Linked DNA regions of Zea mays: region 1 is linked to region 2. The links are chromatin contacts, called in public Hi-C maps. All regions are on one chromosome and are shown on one strand. The core of a region is the stretch at or near the end of the contact, and the rest is flanking DNA. Distances in the headings are between cores, read along the strand shown.

Region 1 (5,019 bases), core at 1,677-4,176, 170 kb before region 2:
TATATGGAATGACTGTTCTGTTAAATGCTGTATGCAGCTAAATCGTGGTTGTAGCTAGTGGATATAGTAATTCCTTAACAGAACATCTGTACTTACCGAGGTCGCATCAATCTTATCAAAGTCATCATCTAGCCCATCATCACCACCAACTTAAACAATCAATCGAACAAAAAAAGGTCATATACAAGAAGTGGAGAAGAGATACAAACTTATAGGCTGGCTGAGGTCCAGGGATGAGAATAGCATACCAGAAGCCTCATCATCGCTACCCAGATCCCCCAGCAGAAATACATCCAGGTCATGTTCTGGATTTGTCGAAGAGGTCTTGCTTGGCACTTTTGTGTCTTTCGGTTCTGCAGTTGTAGATGCTTGGGATGCTTCCTTCTGGGAATCCTTTTTCTCTTCCTCTGCTTTCACTTTCAGCTCCTCGAAGTATTTCTTCTCAAACCTATTTGCATTATATTGAAGTCAGCTGTCAGCAAACATATTAAATGCACAAAATTAAGCAAGAAAACTAACATCATGACATAATAAGCAGTGATTCCAAATCAACTAGATGTTAGTCTTGTGATGCAGTTAGTCCTTTTGGTTCCTGTTTTCATGTAAGCTGGAATCCCCAGCACTATTGTGTATGCTACTTTGTACTGCTACTTGCTTCCTTAAAAACCACCAGGTTTTACCTCAGTAAAACAAATGTTCCAAATCAACTATTTATGTGAAATTTTAAGAAACCAAATGTGATAATAAATATATCAAGGTAAACTTCATTTCATTTATCATGGAGGCACAACTATATAGGACATCATATCGTAGGTTATGTCATCAACAATAATTGCAATTAAAGGATAAAATCAGTGTACTACAATGCCACAAATAAAAGTAATGACTACACCATCTCAAATAAAATTATATAAACTCATTTGACAGGTGTGACATGAAGAATAAATGACAAAGCCATCAACATTTTAGTAAAAGATTGTGCATCACAAACAGGATTGACAAAACAAACAACCAAAAAAAGTAACCAAGAGTGTGCAGCATGAGCAGAAAAGGGGTGAGAAGAACACTTACGGAGCTATATAGCTGTTTACTAGCAAAAAATATACCCGCCAGAATTTGCGCTCTTTCATGTATCTTGGGCATAGCTCATATCTGAACTTTGATATTTCCTGAACAAAAGACAGAAACATTTAATAGAAAATAAAATCTTTGCTTGTCTGCAATGCAAGTTAAATAAAATAGGTCGCAAAATAGAGATATTTGCTGGTTCACAGTTTCAGGCCATGTTTGTTTCCCACATAGATTATATAAGTTGGATTATGGTGGAAGGGTGAGAGGGGTAAAATACCACTTTGGGATCATAAATAAGCTAAAATAAGCTACCCAATGCTAGCTTATTTCAGCTTATTTGTGTAGCATATTTCAGCTTATTTGAGATCCCAATGTGATATTTTACCCACATATCCTTACATCATAATCCAACTTATATAATATAGGAGTGAAACAAACACACCCTCACACTGCAAGTTAAACAAAAAAAACAACACATACACAGGAAGAATATTAATAGGAATCAAGTGCAGAACATAAGTGAAGAGATTATGGATGGCCATGGTTAAAAGAAAAATCCTTTCAGACATATTAGGATCATATTAGATTTGAACTAAGAGTCAGCTCAATTCAGTATCAAAATGGTAACTGCCATGATTTTGAACAGCATACTTCTATAGCTACTTGACCCAGTCTCTGCCCAAATTACAACTCCCTGCAGATTCTACACACAACCACAATTGGAATGGCTACAATTTCTTGGTAACATTATGTCCCTTGATCAGTTCACCACAAACATGCAAAAAGTATAACATATCTAAATGTACAAGTTTTGCGTATTACCATTTTCCATTTGCTAATATATCCATCAATGCTTCATCTTCATTGCTTAATCTAAAGAGAAAAAATGAAAACGTAATTGTTTTATTATCACAAATGACATGTCCAGTTCCTTCACTCTGCACGTCCAAATGCTATAAGCCCATAAGCTCAGCTTTCTACAACTTTACCAACGTAAATGTTTTATTATCACAAATGACATGTCCAGTTCCTTCACTCTGCACGTCCAAAAGCTATAAGTTCAGCTTTCTACAACTTTGCCATCTCAATAGTAAATGCACGCATGCTTTAACATATTTGCAAAACTGTACTGTGTGCCCTTTCATACTTGGATTCATCACCATTCACCAATCTATCAACCGGAGCACAGACTAATCCACAATGACACAAACAAATGCATCAAACGATGTTCAGCGAAAGGAGATATTTGATGGTGAGAAAACCTTGACTGCCGAGAGGACAAGTGTGCCGTGTCTGGCCTGCCACTCGTTCAGATCCTGACGCACATTCGACACAGTTGGCACATCAGACACCTCAGGCTCATCTACATAACCAAAAGTCCAATCAGAGGATTGCAAGCCTGGAATTCCCTAAACCCAACCACGAAAACACCGCACCTTGCAGTGGGAAGTCGCGGAAGGTGTTTATGGTCATGCCCTTGACGAACTCGCGGAGGTCGTCGGTGATGCCGTAGCACTCAAGCTCGGCCGCGTCGGGCACCGACGAGGCAGCGGCGGGGATAGGCGGGATCGCGGGGATGGGCGGGATCGAAGGCACAGGGAGGTCGGAGGCGAGGTGCTTGATCTGGCCGGCGAGGAGGTCGGCCTGCTTGGTGGCCTCAGCGGCGATCTCCCGCGACTTGGAGGCGGTTTCGGAGAAGATCTCCTTGGACTTCTTCGCCGTCTCCGAGACCAGCGCCGACGAGCGCTTGGCCGCCTCCGCGGAGAGTTCCTGCGACCGCTTCGCCGCCTCGCCGGCGAAGGCCCGGGCCCTCTCCCAGAGATCCATTGAGGCAGCGGAAAAAAATCTAGAAGGTTATGGGTCTTATCACCGCCGCCGTTGACACGTCTCCGTTGACGTCGGCGCGGGACGGCCTGACTGGAGGGGTGTTCTTTAAAGAACGGGATGTTTACTGTTTAGGGTCGTGAAATCAAAATTTGTAAACAAATATACGTACACTCTATTATATATACTAAATTTTAATCCATCTAGTTATATTATTTTTAAATTATTTATATTGGATGTATTTTGAAAACTTTTAAACATAGGATATAACTTAAATTTGATATATTTGTAGAGAATATAATAAAATATATTTCATTGAGATTTTTTATGTTTTTAGTAATTCGTTTATACAGAGAGATATAGCACAAAAAAAGTTTGATTAGGCCATCTCTATCAGACTTTTTATGTCATCTACTATTTCAAATTTAACTCTATAAACAGTATAGTTTATAGTATAAAAAAAGTATTTTGTATGGTTATATACATGCTCTGCTAGAGAAAGTCTTACACGATAGTTTGATTCATTTTAGAGCTAGAATTGTGGGATGTTGCATACTAATAGAAACAATAATTTTTTTTTCAAAAAACACCCTTATTTACTCATCTCTATGGTTTGTGCCATGATATCATGGACCCACGTAGATGCCCTCATGGCAAATAGCTCCTAGGATAGCTCACCCTTTAAAACCCCTCACCCTGGTAACATCCCTTGAAAGGGATTGACCCATTTAGACTAAATTGTGATAATAAGGAATCAATGGGACATGAAGTTATTTTCCTTAGCACCATTGGACCACTAATGTGTGTTGCGAATTGCACTAGACCTAATATTGCACTCATAGTGACTTTGTCAGCTAGACACAGTGCAAACCCAATTAGAAGATATTAGACATACACTAAGACTATACTAAGATATCTCAAAGGCACTCAAGATCTTGATATGTTTTCTCCGGATAATTAGGACCAAACTTTTGTGGGCTATACATATGTTGGATATATATCAGATTCCCATAACGCTAGATTTTGTACCGACTTTTGTGTTTCTCTATGGTGGTACTATCGCATCGATTGAGCAAACAAATACTAGTAGCAATGTTTACTGATTTCTTAGAGATAATCACATTATATATGAAGACACACAAGGGCATGCTTTGTCTAGGATGACTAATCACATCCAAAAGTAGTAGGTGTTGTTGATCACATGCTTTGATTGATAGAGGACCAAAACAGGGCAACACAATCAGAGATAATAGAACTTTGTTCCTTCAATCTATCCAATGGATGGATAAATTGACGGAGGAAGATTATTACAATCAAAGACCTTCGGGCAATAAGATAGAAATGCCTAAGGGGAATCATTAGTGCTATGTTCCCTTTATCATCTTTCCTCAGTTACAAGTAGTTACTGATATACCTTCAAAAGCTTTAATAGTGATACGAAGGTAAGACTTAAGAAAATCACAACTTTGGAGGCAGACCAATCCAGATCCTCCCAAAAAGAGAGGCTCGTCCGCATGACATTGTACCTCTAATTATAGTGACGGACTAATATACAACTTCATATGAAATTATAAACATATCCTAAGTTCCTATACATACAAACTACAAAATCCTCTAGGGGCACCATTGTCTTTTCCTTTACATACGTGTTGACCAAGCCTTCAAGTTATCTCCTTCGTATCTGACATCTTGTTGTTGCATGCTCAGATAAAGAAGTCGAAGCTTCTTCATGTCACCTTCTAATGTACACCGCTCAAACGAAGGACTCAAACGAAAGTCAGCTCCGTTATTGCTTCGAAAGACCTAAAATAGACTTGGAAACCATTTATGACTTAATTATTTTTTGAGCATCTTCGGCAGGAGAGGCCCTCCAACATGTATTGACACCACAAATACCTCTATCTCTACTACTCTATAAGATCCTAATGTAGACCGTGCACCGCAGTGGCGGAGCACAAACAAAAAATAAGGTATGGCAGTGGAAGGTGGCGACTTCCTTTGTTCCTTGCTGGCTCGCATCTAAATTTCTAATCCTCTGTTTTTCACTGTCATTGTCTCACTTCCTCAATCACGTGCATTGTGTTGTGCACATACAGACACATGGCCTGACAGTCTCATTGCTTG
Region 2 (4,998 bases), core at 2,371-4,870:
CATATGAGTTTTTACACTCAAATCACATGAGTGTGTTCAACTCACACCGCATGAGTTGAACCTATCACAACATCAATTATGAGATTATACCAAATCTCATGCATCATTTATATATTACTCAAAAGCAAATCATCTAACAAAGTGGTCTTCTCTTAGAAAAAGAAGTGTTGTTACATGATTAGTCCAAATCATGATTTACACAACTAACCACTGTTATCATGTCAGATGGAAGATTGAAGTACCCTTCATATCTTAGCTTTCATGAGTAGTTTGTATATATTGGGATTTCATATACAAGATTAGATGCTTAGGCATACAACACTATATCACGTATAGTGTAATGACAAATGAGTTTGTCATACTCATTGCCCTTCTCTTTTTAATGTGCTTGTATATTTGCTTTCAAGCAAAATATATGAATACAAAGTGTTAGTCTACAACATCATGTAGACACATACTCATAAGTCCACAAGTCTTATGATTTTCTTTGCTATTCATTTTGCGCTTGCACATCAAGCCACAAAAGCACATAAGTTCTTTTCATAAGAACCATAAGAGAAAGAGAGCATCTCATTTCCTCCAAATCGAAGAGGTGAATTCCCATATCATGCAAAAATGAAATGAACATATCCAATAAACATTAAGGATAATTAAGCCCATTAAGCGAGTTCATCAAACTCTATTAAATTATTATCCTTTAAATGGCTTAACCATTTTATCTTGCTGCAAAATATATCATATATTCATATGTTGGAGAAATTCTGGTATCACATAAAGTGTACCAACAGATTTTTGAAAATTGGTGTACACAACGTAGATAATCTCCATGTAATGAAACAATGGAGTAGATCTCCCAGTAGTGGGCAAAACATTTGCTGCCTGAAAGCATGGTCTCTGGGCTGATATATTCAAGGAACATACCGCAGCCAATGCTTAGGACTCCACTACCCTGTGCTTGACCAAAATTTCAAAAATAAAATGGAAATCACCATAAAGGTGAATAACCAACATCACATCTCCAACATATCTACTTGGGAGAACACATAGGTAATCATCATCGACATATGATGTAGACCTCTTACTGATGGGCAAATAACCTTTTGCTGTCTAAAAGCTTGGTCTCAGGGCAAATAAATTCCAAGAACTTATTGCAGCCAAAGCCTAGATCTCCATCATGTGTTGAATAATCCCAAGTCAAATATATATGCCTCATATTTTGCAAGAATTCATCATTTAATTAAGTAGAACTTAATTAAAAGAATTCTTTTAGCAGTCAGCATGACTGCAGCGTCCAGCCTGGCTCCATAGCCCGCGACGCCTGCGTGGTCCGTGATCTTTTTGGGTAGCACGTATAGGTAATCATCTCGAAAGATGTAGACCTCATAGTGATAGGCATTTCAAATGCGGCCTAAAGCACGGTCTCTAGGCTACTAAATTCTATAAAGAATTTAGCGCTGTCAGTGCTTAGGACTCCATCACCCTATGCTTTTCCCAAAAAATGCAATCTTATGTTGCATGAGGACCGTTAAGTTTCGACTTAATTATGTGCTATGTTTTCCATGCAAACATAAAAGAATGCAAAAACAAAAGCAAGTCGAAAATATGTGAATTATAAATGTAAATAAAAATATAATTCACTAACAACTCTGTATGTTTTTTTTTCATAAAAAAACAGATAAATATGTACAATTACATATATCTTTAGCGGTCTAAATATTCGAATTTAGATACTCTGCATTAAGCAAAAAGTAATTGTACAGAAAATAAATAAATAACAGGGCGTTTGTGGCCCAACTATGGCCGAAATCGGCCCATGAACAGGCCTGGTAGCCGCCACCAAAGAAAGCCGACGGTTAGGGTTAAACCCTAACCGCTATCCTCCATGGACAGAGGCGGCCGCCGGCATGGTGCTCCTTCCCTGGCGCGGCGCGCGGGCACAGTTCCCCGGGCGTGCGCGGGCCCGTCTCGGCGGGCGGATTCGGCCCCGGTCCCGGCGGCGCGGCGGCTCGTCAGCCAGGCGGGCGCGGCCTCGGCACGGCGGCCTAGCCCTGGCGGCGCGGGCAACGGCTTCCCGGGCGTGCAGGTCCTCGCGGCGCGGGGGCGCAGGCACTTGACGCAGCGGCCCGGCAGCCAGTAGCCCGACGCGCTTCTGCGCGGGAGCGCAGCCCCGACCGGTGGGCACCGGCGCGGCCCCGGCGGCTCGGCGGCACGGCCACGCGCGGCTGCCCGGCGCGGGCTCGTCCCACGGCGGCCTTGGCGACGTGGCTTGAGCGCGACCGCGCCGCGTCGTCTCAGGCACGCTACGGCGTGGCGGCTCTGGCCCCGGCGGTGTGGTGCACGGGCTCGACGCGCGCTCGGGTGCGGCGTCCTCATCCCCTATGCGGTCACGACGCGCGCGCGAATGGCGGCCCGGCGAGGCGCTTCCGAGCGCAGCCCCAGAGCGAGCCCGAGGCGGCGCGGCCGCGCGGGAGCGGCCACGGCGCGGGCGCAGCCCCAGCGCGGGCGCAGACGCACGGCCCCGCGGCGGTCGGGCCACGGCGCAGGTGCAGCCCCAGCGCGGGCGCAGACGCACGGCCCCGCGGCGATCGGGCCACGGCGGCGTGGGGCGTGGCCCCCTCGCAGCGTGGGCGCGCGGTCCCCACCGCGCGGACGCGGCCCCGTTGAGGGCGCTGTGCTGGCGCGCAGGGCGAACGCGGCAGTCAGGCCCCGACGAGCCAGAGACCAGCGGCGGCGCGACTAGTCGGCCCTGACGCGGCCTCACCACGTAGGAGCCATTCGTTGGAAAGCATGCATGCGTGTCGGACTGTCGGTGCTTCCCGTAAAATTTATGCAAGAAGCAAGGAGGTATGGTGTCCTCACCTTGAGTGTGAGGAGCGCATAGTCCGGCGTCTCAACTGTTGTCCAGCATGGTTGGTGAGATCAATTCCTGTGGCCAGACTCAGGCAAGATCAACGCTTTCCAGTGGTGTCTGTTTTGCTTAGTGAAGTTGTGGCCGGTCGCGTTGTCGATCAAATCAATCACCACACAGACAACGCAGGACATGGTGTATTGGAGCAAACGTGCCTCCACTGTTCCTCGTTCTCCAATGGCAAGATCTCTCTATTCTCGCGAGCAGTGCTGATAACGTGTTAGAACTCAGTGAAAACGAGATTCGAGAGAATAGTGCAAATGACAGTTGTACTTTATTATTGCAGGGGAGTCCTGATTATATACATGTGAAGGGGTGTCTCTCAAGGGGTATGTCCCTTAGGGAGAATCTGTCGCACCCTTTGGATTGGTCACATATACAATATACAATATTTTGTAACAGTTTCGATCTACCGGATTCATCCGTTTTCACGTACGTCGTTCCATCTTTCGCGCGCGTACTACGTGTGACAACTCGGCCACGTACGCGCGCAGACGACGGAGCAGTGCTTCACAGAATCCTCCGCCACTTGTCACCAACACAGGCGCGCGCTGGTGTGCATGCACGCATGCCATCATCGTCCCTCGCCGTGCCTCGGTAGACGGTAGCGCTGGCTAGAGACCTAGAGTAGTAGTAGCCTGTGCTTGCTTGCTAGTTGCTAGCCGGCCTGGTCAGGTCAACACATCGTCGTAGCCTCCTATTTAACGTATCCTCGCACATCACAAGAAGGACACTCTCCACCAGCCAGCCAGAGCCAGTAGCCACCACCAGATCGGCCTCCCCGTTGCTCATCACCAGCAAGAGCAACTCAGCAACCTAGCTAGCTATAGGTTTAGGTAGCAAGAGCCAATGGACTCCAGCTTCCTCCCTGCCGGCGCGGACAATGGCTCGGCGGGCGGCGCCAACAATGGCGGCGGCGCTGCTCAGCAGGCGCCGCCGATCCGCGAGCAGGACCGGCTGATGCCGATCGCGAACGTCATCCGCATCATGCGGCGCGTGCTGCCGGCGCACGCCAAGATCTCGGACGACGCCAAGGAGACGATCCAGGAGTGCGTGTCGGAGTACATCAGCTTCATCACGGGGGAGGCCAACGAGCGGTGCCAGCGGGAGCAGCGCAAGACCATCACCGCCGAGGACGTGCTGTGGGCCATGAGCCGCCTCGGCTTCGACGACTACGTCGAGCCGCTCAGCGTCTACCTCCACCGCTACCGCGAGTTCGAGGGCGAGGCGCGGGGCGTCGGCCTCGCCCCGGCCCCTCCGCGCGGCGACCACCACCACCACCACCACTCCGTGCCGCCATCGATGCTCAACAAGTCCCGCGGGCCCGGCTCCGGAGCCGTCATGCTACCGCACCACCACCACCACGACATGCACGCCTCCATGTACGGGGGCGCCGTGCCCCCGCCGCCGCACCACGGCTTCCTCATGCCACACCCACAGGGCGGCCACTACCTGCCTTACCCCTACGAGCCCACGTCGTACGGCGGCGAGCACGCCTTGGCCAGCGGGTACTATGGAGGGGCCGCGTACGCGCCGGGCAACAACGGCGGGAGCGGCGATGGCAGCGGCGGGAGCGCGTCGCACGCACCGCCGGGCGGCAGCGGCGGCGGCTTCGACCACCCGCACACGTTCGCGTACAAGTAGTTCGTTCAGCAAGCCATAGATCTGCGGCATGTACGTTGTACGCATGCATGCATGTATCGGGCGCATGCAGGTCGTCCTAGCTAGCAGTGTGCACGCCTAGCATTCCTATTGTGTTTGGGTAACCATGCATTCTCTAGTTTCTTAGCAGCTTGTTTTCCTTAAACTACGTACCACTCTCTAGTTTCTTAGAAGTAGCTTCCAGTGCTTGTTGCCAGTACTTAGTACTCCTATTGTGTTTGGGTAACCGTTGCGACGACGAGATTATTTCATGTATGCTTTCAGATTGACTGATCGTGTGTCTTGTGAAGATTATACATATGAAAAACTTGCCAACAACTACAACTTTACATAACTTTTCGAGATGTAAAACTTTTATTCTAGTAGTTTATTCATCCGAGGACGTGTATAAAATTTGATTTTCAAATTTAAAATTTTCAAACGTATTT

What was found. A called contact is a pair of places that touch in the nucleus more often than the background predicts.
Region 1: a Hi-C map of endosperm shows a contact between it and region 2, with 4 times the contacts expected there. The contact joins the promoter of LOC100272452 here to the promoter of LOC103654015 in region 2. A contact is called at or near these places in 8 of 25 Hi-C or Micro-C datasets (bundle sheath, ear, endosperm and 4 more).

What each region holds. Positions count from the first base shown.
Region 1 is chr4:169,353,524-169,358,542 of Zm-B73-REFERENCE-NAM-5.0, reverse strand. LOC100272452 reads right to left here and starts at 2,926. Exons shown (of 6, transcript NM_001294176.1): 1 at 2,508-2,926; 2 at 2,334-2,434; 3 at 1,072-1,169; 4 at 249-448; 5 at 97-149. The coding sequence starts at 2,898.
Region 2 is chr4:169,182,695-169,187,692 of Zm-B73-REFERENCE-NAM-5.0, reverse strand. LOC103654015 (nuclear transcription factor Y subunit B-2) reads left to right here and starts at 3,620. Exons shown (of 1, transcript XM_008680840.2): 1 at 3,620-4,839. The coding sequence starts at 3,758. The coding sequence ends at 4,552.